2 separate regions of the Danio rerio genome follow, and region 1 is linked to region 2. The links are chromatin contacts, called in public Hi-C maps. All regions are on one chromosome and are shown on one strand. The core of a region is the stretch at or near the end of the contact, and the rest is flanking DNA. Distances in the headings are between cores, read along the strand shown. Region 1 overlaps rap1gapa (RAP1 GTPase activating protein a). Region 2 has its middle 34 kb from the start of rap1gapa.

Region 1 (5,393 bases), core at 2,024-4,523, 140 kb after region 2:
CTAAATGTTCATGTAACACCCTGATGCATATGAATTTCCTGTGTCTGATTAACCTGTCAAATGTTGTTAACCTGACTAACTGTTAAATGCTGTTGAAGTGTCCCGTTGTCTTCTGGCGATGTGCTGTTGTATATGCTCCTCCTTCAGCTTTTCTTGTCCCTCACAGCTCGCCATACCTGCTGTGGTTCCTCTGGCCTGTTTCTCCACCTGTTGGCTACTCGATCTGTGGTGTTTTGTTGTTGTTGTTTTTTTCTTTCTGTTTGTGCTTTGATGACTGTTTGTAAAACGCATAACCTGCTGCATGGACTCATGACTTCTCTGGTTTTCTCTCTCTTTCTCTGTTGGGCTCTGTGCAGTCATTGCTTGTCCCAGGCAAAAGTCCCAGTAAATATGGACGGCGTGGCAGTGCCATAGGAATAGGAACCATAGAAGAGGTTCATGTATAACTCTCTCACTCCTCTCTCATCTGCATTACTTGTTTCTCACTGCATGAGCTGCACATCACTTATACAATATACAATAGCCATTAAATTAACTAACGGCCCTTTAACTCTACTCACTATAATTCAAAACATTAATATTATAAATCATTGGATTATGAAATGTCATAGTTAACAAAGATTGCAGATTTAGTTCAATAAAAATTAAAACAAGGCTGTTAATGATAAATGGGCTTCTGTTTTAATTGGTTTTATTATTATTACTATTATTATTATTGTTGTTGTTGTTGTATTAGAGTTTGTACACTGTAAATTGTTTGAAAATACAGAGATTTATAGCAGTGTGTGAAAAAATATATTTCTAATCTGAACAGCCTTTTACAGGCGTAATTGTTTTTAATTCAATATTATCATAGACCTTCTGTTTGCCTGTCATTTTAATCAATGACATCTTTTTAATTTGTATATTTGTAAGTACTTTTAAAACAATTGTGTTATTAAATAATACATAACTCAGTTAAAATACTTAGGTTAAAAATACCCCAACAAATAACCCAACTGTAGCACCTTCCCAACTATGGTATATTTTAACAAAATGCATTGGGTTATTTTGATTAAATATATATTTTTTCCATTCTGGTATTACTATTGCTACTATTACTAGTAGTACTATTAATTTTATAAGTATGGCTGTGTAAATACATAACATAAGGTTTTCAAAACTATTGAAAATGCTTTATTAAGTTCTAGACACTTAAGTGTTTTTATTGGTTTAATATAGATCGACTAGGAAGTGTGAGTTTGTATCATCAATTTATAGTGCTGGTGTACGGATTAAAAACACATGACATGGAGAGGTAATTTGATTTAAAAAAAACAACATTATTGCGTTAGAGCTTAAATAAATTCTATAGGGCAAAAACAACACATTACGTACGCACTTTAATACAGCTGTTCTGTGTCAGTTAAATCAGTTCTAAATCAGACTGTTGAAACTCAAAAATTTTAACTGGTTGAATTATTAAATAAATGACCCAATAAAGGATAACAATAACCCAACAAAGCACCAACTAATTTAACTTAATTATTGGGTTAAATAAATAACTATATTAAATTAAATATAAGAATTTAATAAATATTTATTAGAGATTATACTTAATAAGTAAGATTAGTGAGATTATTAAGATTTAAGTGATGCAAAGTTGATCTGGACAATCTCTCATTAATTGAGATTTACTATCATGTCAGATAACCAATAAATAATAAAAAATATATATAATATATAAAATAAATTTTGTGTTTTTGTAAGGGTAAATATTTTTAAACTAATGAACATAGTATTTTTAATCAATATTAGTATGTTAAAGATTTTAACTGAGCTTAACATAGCAGCAAAGTTAAATGTAAAAGTAGAGGAAATGAGTATTCAGAATATAACTTCTAAAAGCAGTTATTAATAATATATTACAAAAAAAATAATCAAATGAAATCAGCATTTTTATTAGCTAAAAGTGAATTTACATTGTCAAAATTAAATTATGAATGCATGTTTTCCCTTCTTTTACATCATAAAAAGCTGAATGATAATAATAATAATAACAATAATTAACACAATAATATAATTTTAACAATGTAAATTTAATGCTTGGTGAATCACAAAGGTAACATCCATTTTCACATAATTGTGTTATTGTCTACACTCTCAGAAATAAAGGTACTGAGAGCTGTCATTGGGGTGGTATCTTTTCAAAAGGAACACATTTGTACTGAAAGGGTCCATATTGGTGTAAAAGTGAATTTACACTGTCAAAAATAATGGTACAAGAGCTGTTGCTGGGGTGGTACCTTTTCAAAAGTAACTAAAGGGTCCTTATTAATATCTCAAGTGTCCTCTTGGAATTTTTAGCTACTACTATATATCTTTGGGGCACCAATATGGACCGTTTAAGTACAAATGTGTTCCTTTTGAAAAGGTACCACCCCAGTGACAGCTCTCATACTGCACTTTTATTTCTGAGACTGTCGACAATAACACAATTATATGAAAATGGATGTTGTGATTTACCAAGCATTACATTTACAGTGTTAAAATGGTATTATTGTGTCTATTATTATTATTATTGTTTAATTTAATTATGAACAATTTAAATGTGTGTTTATGAAATGTAAAAGAAGGGGAAACATGCATTCATAATTGAATTTTGACCAATATGGATCATTAACAATATACTCTTAAAAAATATATTAAATAAATTAAATACTACAGATAACCCAAAAGGAACCGTGCATCCCTCATTTTAAGTTACCCCATACCATATTATCCAGTCATAACCCAATCACGCTACATCTCTACTGTAAGCCACTGAAAGTAAGCATTTTGTCAGTCAGTATATTGCATATTTATTTGGCTTACATAATTTTTTTTAATGCATAATATTATGGGTTATATTTACATTCAAGCCCTTATGTGCATCTATATTCAGTATTTCAGTGTTTATTGTTTACCAATTTCATCATAGCTCCCCTCCAGCATAACTTCCTGCATTAAATGTATTCACCCCGCTCTGTTTTTTTAATGTCCTATGTCACTTCTTGTCATGTACTATGTATTTCTATCCCCTCGTCTGATAATTGTACACTCTTAGCAAGCTAAAAGCGTAGAAACACAAAAGAAAAAAAAACTCAACAGAGTCTTTCCGAAGCCTTTGAAGCCGTTTTAGATAAAAGCCTTTTTTGAAGGCCTTTCATTTGAAGTCATAAAGCAGTGGTTGTAAAAGTCCCAGCGCTGAGCCTTGAAGAGAACAAAGTGTCCCCGGCGAGAGCACAGCCGGTCCGTGAAGCTCAGGAGATCCCGCGTCCATCTTTCATCTCTCTCTGTTCAGGCCCAAACCCTCAAACACACACTTCACATTCACCCTGACAGTCAAGTTACGAAACAACGTCTTTTGTTCTCCAAAACACTGGAGTGCAGCACAGATAGAAGAAATAACAGACTATGATTGCGAGTGCGGTAATATAGACCTGACCTATACAGGGTTTCTCTTTCGAGACCTCACAGTGACCCTCACAGTATCCATAAGTTTGTATCCTGAGCTCACTGACCTTCTTTTTTCCTCCTGCAGTCTTTGATTATTCCCGGAAAAAGCCCAACCAGGAAAAAGTCAGGACCTTTCAGTTCTCGGCGTAGCAGTGCTATCGGCATTGAGAACATCCAGGAGGTCCAGGAGAAGAGGTAAGAGGAGGAGGAAACTCAGGGGATGCAAATGCACTAAAATTCCACTGTCACTTAAGATCTAGATCAATGGTCTCAAACGCAATTCCTGTAGGACCACAGCTCTGCAGATTTTAGCTCCAACCACCTGCAGCTGACACCTGCTTAATAGTCTCTAGTCTTGAACACCTTGATTAGTTGGATCAGCTGTGTTTGGTTAAAGTTGGAGTAAAACTGTACAGAGCTGCGGCCCTCCAGGAATCGAATTTAAAACCCATAATCTAGAACAGGGATGCCCAAACTTGGTCCTGGAGGGCTGGTTTCCTGCAAAGTTTAGTTCCAGTTACAACCAAACACACCAGGGCTAGCCAATCAAGCTCTTGCTAGGCTTTGTAGATTCACCCTTGCAAGTGTGTTGAGGCAAGTTGGAGCTAAACTCAGCAGGACATCGGCCCTCCAGGACCGACTTTTGGACACCAGATCTAAAGACACTTAAAGACCCCAATATACTCATAATGAAATAAACTGTAGTGGGAAAAAAAGGCAATTAAAAAAAAATATATATAGCAATGTAGATGCTTGCACAGGCATTGCAATTCAGTGTAGTCATATCACTTTTATTTAAATACTGTATCACTTAGGAAAGTGGCCTGCTACAGGCCTAAATCAAGCAGATTTAATGGGAGAGTTCAGTCAAAATTGAAACACTACAATTAAATGATCATCCTTTACTTGTTCTGAACTTGTTTCTTTTGTTACAAACAAAGGAAGATCTTTTGAAATAAGCTTGAATCAACCATTTAATTCCATAGTATTAGTATTTCATACTATGGAAGTTAATGGTTACTGGAATTTGGCTTTCCTCAAAATATCTCAAATGGTTCCAAAGTGGTTTGGAGTTAACATTAAGTAAAAAATATTTTTTGGCTGAACTATCCCTTTAGGGCCAGATTAAACTTCTCGTTGAATGGCAAGATCTCAAGATCTATGACTGGTCAGTTTGGCAGCTGTGATAAGTGTGGGCAGGGATGAGAACTGTGGAAGTGGTGTAAGGCCAGGGGCAGGAGTTTAACAAATGTGGAGTCTTGCAGAAGAGCTCAGGATGAATAATTTGGGAATGCGAGGTATGCACCATGGGGTTCTGTGATTTATTTAATTAATGTTTATTTCTATAGCACTTTTACAATGTAGATTGTGTCAAAGCAGCTTAACAAAGTTTTAATATATATCTAAAAAATGTGTCAGTCCAGTTTTCAGAGTTGAAGTTCCGTTTAGTTCAGTTCAGTTTGGGTAAATTTCACTGCTGGAAGTCCAAACACTGAAGATCAAATCCATCGATGAAAAGCTCCACAAGTTCTAAACCAAACAAGCCAGTAATAATAATTCCTTACATTTCTATAGCACTTTTCTGGACACTTAAAACGCATTAAGCCTGGTTTATACTTCTGCGTCAAGTGACCGGCGTAACTCACGGCGCAGGCAACGCGCGTGGCTGTGCATTTATACTTCTGCGCGCTGTCTCTGTTGGTCTGCATTAACACTTCCGAAACGCTAGTTGGCAGTGAGGTGTAAATGTTCCTCTGTGTCGAGTTTCTTCGCTTCTGTTTTGCTTTTCCTGAAAACTTCCTGGTTGTACAAGTGGCTCAAACTCGCTCATTTTGAGGCAGGAACAGGCAGACGTGCAACAACTTTAACTATGAGGTAAACACAAAACAAAACTTTCCATCAGGAGCTCCTTCACG
Region 2 (5,674 bases), core at 1,589-4,088:
CAGTTATGCACTGTTAGGTAAATAGTTAAATGACTTTGAAAAGGAACACAACTCTGTGTCAACAGTGGACAAAAGCCTTTGTTTGGGCAGCTGTTATTCGGACAGACATGATCCCTGAAGTGTGCATGCTGTTTTTCATTATAGCGTCACTAATAATACGTTAATAGATAGATTGGGACATAAATCTGTTATTAGTTGATATTGTTATAGTTTTTCCATCACTGATCTTCTTATTATTCATTATTTAGATTTTATTACATTTATTTAAATTTAATTAATAACTTTTTTGTTTTGGTTGTTATATTATTAATTTAGTTAATAATCAGATAATAATAATAATATTTAAAAAATTAGGTAATCTTCTGCTTTTTAATGTAAGGTACATATGGCTGCATTTCATTTTTCTAAGCGAACGCTTTTTTCTTGCTTACCGGCTGACCACTTACCTCTGTGTGGAGGGCTTTCCCGCCGCAGTCAGTTTGTCCAGTTAGCTTGTCGTGTACGTCGATGGACTTAAGACGGAGAGAGGAGCTGACTACGACGACCGGGTTCAAGTCCGGGGAAAAGTGGTTCCAGAAATCAGTTAAGACAATAACAGAATCCAAGTAATAATCGTTTCATAATCGGGTTACAATATGGTAAAGTCTGAAAACAAGGTAAAAATCAGACAAAGGCTTTTCTTTTTCTGGACGGGTTTTGTAAATTGTTGGCTGGGTTTAGGGAAGTAAGCGGGTGGGTCAATCGGTAAAATTGGTTAGATTTAGGGAAGGAGGAGGAGGGTGGGTCAGCCAATTGGTCGGTCGCCCAGTCAATCATTCAGTCAGTCAGATAGTCGTTTGACAGCTGCTTCTGGCGGGTTTACACGAAAACAGCACGGGCGCGAACGGCACCCATGAGAGACATTTGAGATGCGAAAAAGCACACACAGCGGCCTCTCGTGGATTCGCGAAAATAAAAACTGCAAAAATACGTACCTACCAGGACATATTTTGCGGTCTCCAAAAACGTCCACGGGACTATGTTTTTCGAATGACGCTGGGTTGTCACAATCATGCGGGGGGTCTCTCCACACCACCACTAGTGTGCAGCATCCACATGAATGATGCAGTGGCAGCAACAGGACAACAGCGCTGGTGCGCTCACCTCACACCAGCTATTGGTGTAGTGGAGAGACATTGATAAAGCAAATTTGGGGGATGGGGATGATTGGGAGGCCGTGATGGCTAAGGGTCAATTGAGGGAATTTGGCCAGGACACGAGGGTTACACCCCTACTTTTTATCAGAAGTGCCATAGGATTATTAATGATCACAGTACGGCAGGTTCTTGGTTTAACGTCTTAGCTGAAAGCTGGCGCTCACTGACAGTATAGTGTCTTCTTTACCTTACTGGGGCATTAGGACTCACACAGCCTGAAGGTTGAGCACCCCCTGCTGGTCTCACTAACACCATCTCCAACAGCAGCCTAGTTTTCCCCTTGTGTACTCCCATCCAGGTACTGACCAGGCTCAGCCCTGCTTAGCTTCAGTTACCGGTCTTGGGCTGCAGGGTGATATGGCTGTGGCTATGTTTGCTATTTGGAACTGGTTTCCTAAGCACACCCCACATCTGAAATTTGTTAGTCAAACTGATAGTCCCACCTCTAGCCTTTGGTCTTAGATAAGAATAAGAATTAATCAAATAAAATATAAATAGCTTATAAAATCTAGCTTCAATTTTTTAATTACTCCATGGAATAATCTAAATGTTTTATATACCATATTTCTTTTTAATTCATAATTAGGGCCAGACAGAATCTGTGGACATTTTTTTGCTATTTCTGCGCAGAATTTATTTTAAAAATCTATGGTTTTATGCTAAATGATTTCAGGAGTATTGTAACTAAAAACTTAATATGTAAAATAAAAAAGAATACCTTTTAAACTTTTATTTAATGTTGAGAATGCAATTTCTTTTGGTGAACAAAGCATGTATCATATATATTTACTAAAAAACAGAAAATATTACTTTACAAACTGTATTGTAAATAAATTATATGAGCATTTTCAAATTGGTCAACAATATTACTAAAACTATTTTAATAACCGAATAAATATAAATTTACACACGTTTACACAAGTAAACAAATAGAATCAATAATGGGCTAAAAATCTGTCGATTTCTGCGTGCGCAGAATTTGTGCGGGCCTACTCAGAATTTAGAGATTTTCTCTCACAATTCAGATATTTAGTTAGACCTGCTCAATATAAGGCCATAAAATAAATCTAGATTTTGAGACTCTTTTTCCTATGTAAATACTGGCTTCAATATTTATAGTTTTATATATAAAAATATATATGGTAAAATTTATAACTAACTAAACTAACTGGTTTTCTCTATTTTGTCCATCCAAATTTGAGTTAAAACACATTTTTTTTATTTTTTTTTATGTAAAAAAATTATTAAATAAAATACTATTCATTTAAACCTAAGATGCCCAAACTAGGGGCCCTGTCCCCCATTCATTTAGGATTGCTTTGGCAATATTATTAGTAGTATATTAGACCTACACCTCTTAGAGTGCATTATGAACACACTCAATTCTGCTCCAGTTCTGCCTGTTTACAGTAGCAATAAAAGTATATATGAATGACAAGTAGGGGCCAGTTACCAGAGAGACTGAAAGTGGACATATCCAGCCTTGCTCAGTCCTTATTTGATAAGGAGGTGTAAGGGAGAGAGAGAGAAAGAGAGAGAGAGAGAGAGAGAGAGAGAGAGAGAGAGAGAGAGAGAGAGAGAGAGAGCTAGAGGAGTGGAAAGAAGGACAGCGTGCTGCATGTGTACAGTTACACACCAAAACACACACACACATACACAGACACACAGAGGCAGTCAGTCCAGGGAGACTGAGGCAGTGCTGGAGCCTCTAGAGTTTGTCTCTGTTTTCCTCTCCACCATCCAAGATGCCGCAGAGAAAGAGGAGTTTCACTTTTGGAGCGTACGGCGGGTAAGACACACGCTGTTTGCCAATAATATTTCACATTCCTCATTGTGTGCCTTGAAGTGTGATTGTAAATAATGTGTGGGGATATCAGCCACTGTGGAAGGGTGATATGGTAACACTGTGTTGGAAAGGTAATGCATAGTAAAGGCGGTGTTATCACATACGAGCAGACCTGATTTCATCGCTGGGTTGTATTTTTGAATAACAGGACTGTGGCTCGGGCGAACTGCTTCTCCTGCAAGTAAGCCCTGTAATTAAAGGCCATTACAGCGGAGAAGGTAATTGAGATTGGATTGAATTAGACACTGCGGTTGACTGAAGCAGACACACATGTGAAGCTCTGAGTCTGTAAAGCGGGCCAGAGAGGTTAACAGAATCACAAGCTGTTTACTCTGAGGATTCGATTAAGCCCTTTTAAAGTGATCTGTTGATTCAGGATTTTTTGCTGGGGTTGTGTTTGTCTGAATGGCTACCGGCTCCAGCGAGGGAGATTCCTCTGCGTGTTAAAGGATCTGGTCTGCTCAACAGGTGCAAGGCTGCCATATTTCACTTGTGTGTTGTGAAGGACGGGTGTTATCTGTGCATGCATGGCTGATTTGATCACTGGAATGCTGAAGAGGACACTTTACCTGTCTTGCAAGATCTGGATTTAAACACTGTAGATGCATTTCTGGGTTTGGATACATCTGACTGAGTTTTTTTTTCATAAGTGATTAAGGTGTGCTTAAATGCTTGAACATTGTTTTGTGAAGAAATGTAAATTGTGTTGTCAGGTCCCAGTTTTTACAAATAATTTAATCTGGATCAGATTGGTCCTGATTTGGAAATCCCATGTTTCGCTATCCAGGATTAACTAATCTATTTTACGTTTATAACAGTTTTTTTTAAAGGAACATTGGGTTGGATTACTGTGATCTAAATACCAAATTTTTGGATTACCAAATGTACTTGCAAAGCTTCTTATAGTCAGTTAAATGTCCGTTAAAGGAGCAGCATGAACAAATATTAAGCAGACAGTCTACTAATACTCAAATGGACCATCAAAATGAGGTGTTACCAACATTTTTTAGTTTGATCTAATATAATACTGCTTTGATATTGTTTTGTTGTTGTTATTTACCAAATCTCATTAGATATGACATGCTTCATATAGGCTTCAATTATTACAAATTTTTATATATCATCAGTAACTATGAGGTTTGTGAACATTCATTTAAAAAATTAAATCTTAATCCACCCTTCTGATGTGATCAGGATAGTTTTTGATCGAATGGATCCCAATCTGAGTTCAACATTTTGAATAACCCAAAGGGAAGGTTTGATCCAAATCAAATGTAAGATTGGATTACATGGTCTGATCTTAATACAAAAAGAAAATACACTTTTCTAAGATTTGTTCCAATTCGTAATGCAAAATCCCACTGGATTACTTTGGAAAAGTACTTTGCGCCCAGGTGACATTCTTTGTCAAAATAAAAGTTTAAAAAGACTTTCAAAGTCTGAGAGACTATCCCTTTAAGATTTTGAAAGTCTTTTTAAACTTTTTTTTTGGCAAAGAATATTGTTCATAATTAAAGTGATAGTTCACCCAAAATGAAAAAAAAAAATCATTATTTACTTAACTGTTCCAAACCTATTTGAGTTTCTTTCTTCTGTTAGACACAACTGTTATTTTGAGGAAAGCTTAAAACCTGTAACCATTGACGTCCATAGTATTTTTGTTAATGGTTGCAAGTTTTCAGCTTTCGTCAAAATAATTACTTTTTTTTTGTTCAACAGAAAAATAAATTTACAAAAGTTTGAAACCATTTGAGAGTGTGTAAGCAGTAAGTAAATGTTTATTTTTGAGTGAACTATCCTTTTACTTCACCCTTAACATTCAAAAGCCTTAAAATGTCTTAAATCAAAGCAGAACATTTTAAATTCATAACGTTTAACTTGAAAATTTAAAAAAGACAATAAATTAGGATTTTAGGGCTGTGTTGCGATCTTTATATGGAGTCTTTTATGCCATTGAATTCTTCTTGTTCAAAATATGTCCCTCGTAAATAAAATATTGATGCACTATGTTACAATTGGTAGGTGTTGTTTCATGGTAAAAAAATATAAATATTTTTGTGCAGAAAATAAAATAAAGTTAAATATGTTGATAATTTGTGATATGTTCAGCATTTTGTAAAAATAATAAAGAGTGGTGACTGGTGATGTATGCAGTGCAATAAAGGGCAGTGTGTACTTTTAAGAGCTTGCTTCACTGACTTTGTTGATAGAAGGAAATTATCCATATCGATCCGGTTTCTCATTACACTCTGTAGATTGTCTCAGGATGCGTTTTGACATTTGCTTGGTCTTGAAGATTGTGAAATCTAAAAGTCATTATCAAAAATTGCTTCAGGTGTATGTAACAAGTCAACAGATTTGCTTGCGTGTGATTGGTGTTTACATGACCTTGTGAAAATTCACCTGTTTACAAGTCTAACACAGTATGATGTAGCTTTGAGATCTTAATGCGTTTGTCATTGAGGGCAGTAACATTTACAGCTACTTTTTGGAAGATGCTTTTATCCAAATTACACTTCTCTGTCCTTTATCAATTCTCAGGGACATCATTAATAGTGACTTAGGTTTCCAGCCCAGATATTAAAGCCATAGTCATCTCTGTTCCAAACCCTTCCCCTGATTTCCAAATTGT

The links. A called contact is a pair of places that touch in the nucleus more often than the background predicts.
Region 1: a contact with region 2 is called in a Hi-C map of embryo, with 1.9 times the contacts expected there. The contact joins two enhancer-like sites. A contact is called at or near these places in 3 of 18 Hi-C or Micro-C datasets (caudal fin, embryo and an unstated tissue) and 1 of 4 datasets of contacts at active chromatin or transcription factors (caudal fin).

Annotation. Positions count from the first base shown.
Region 1 is chr23:25,348,333-25,353,725 of GRCz12tu, forward strand. It overlaps rap1gapa (RAP1 GTPase activating protein a), which reads left to right. Exons shown (of 24, transcript NM_001123053.1): 17 at 357-434; 18 at 3,563-3,672. Among named protein-coding and RNA genes, the nearest start is that of rap1gapa, 100 kb to the left of the region's middle. Within about 2 kb of position 3,274, at least 3 of the 62 cell types and tissues checked have an H3K27ac peak or open chromatin away from gene starts, as enhancers often do.
Region 2 is chr23:25,212,768-25,218,441 of GRCz12tu, forward strand. No RefSeq gene overlaps it. Among named protein-coding and RNA genes, the nearest start is that of rap1gapa, 34 kb to the right of the region's middle. Within about 2 kb of position 2,839, at least 13 of the 62 cell types and tissues checked have an H3K27ac peak or open chromatin away from gene starts, as enhancers often do.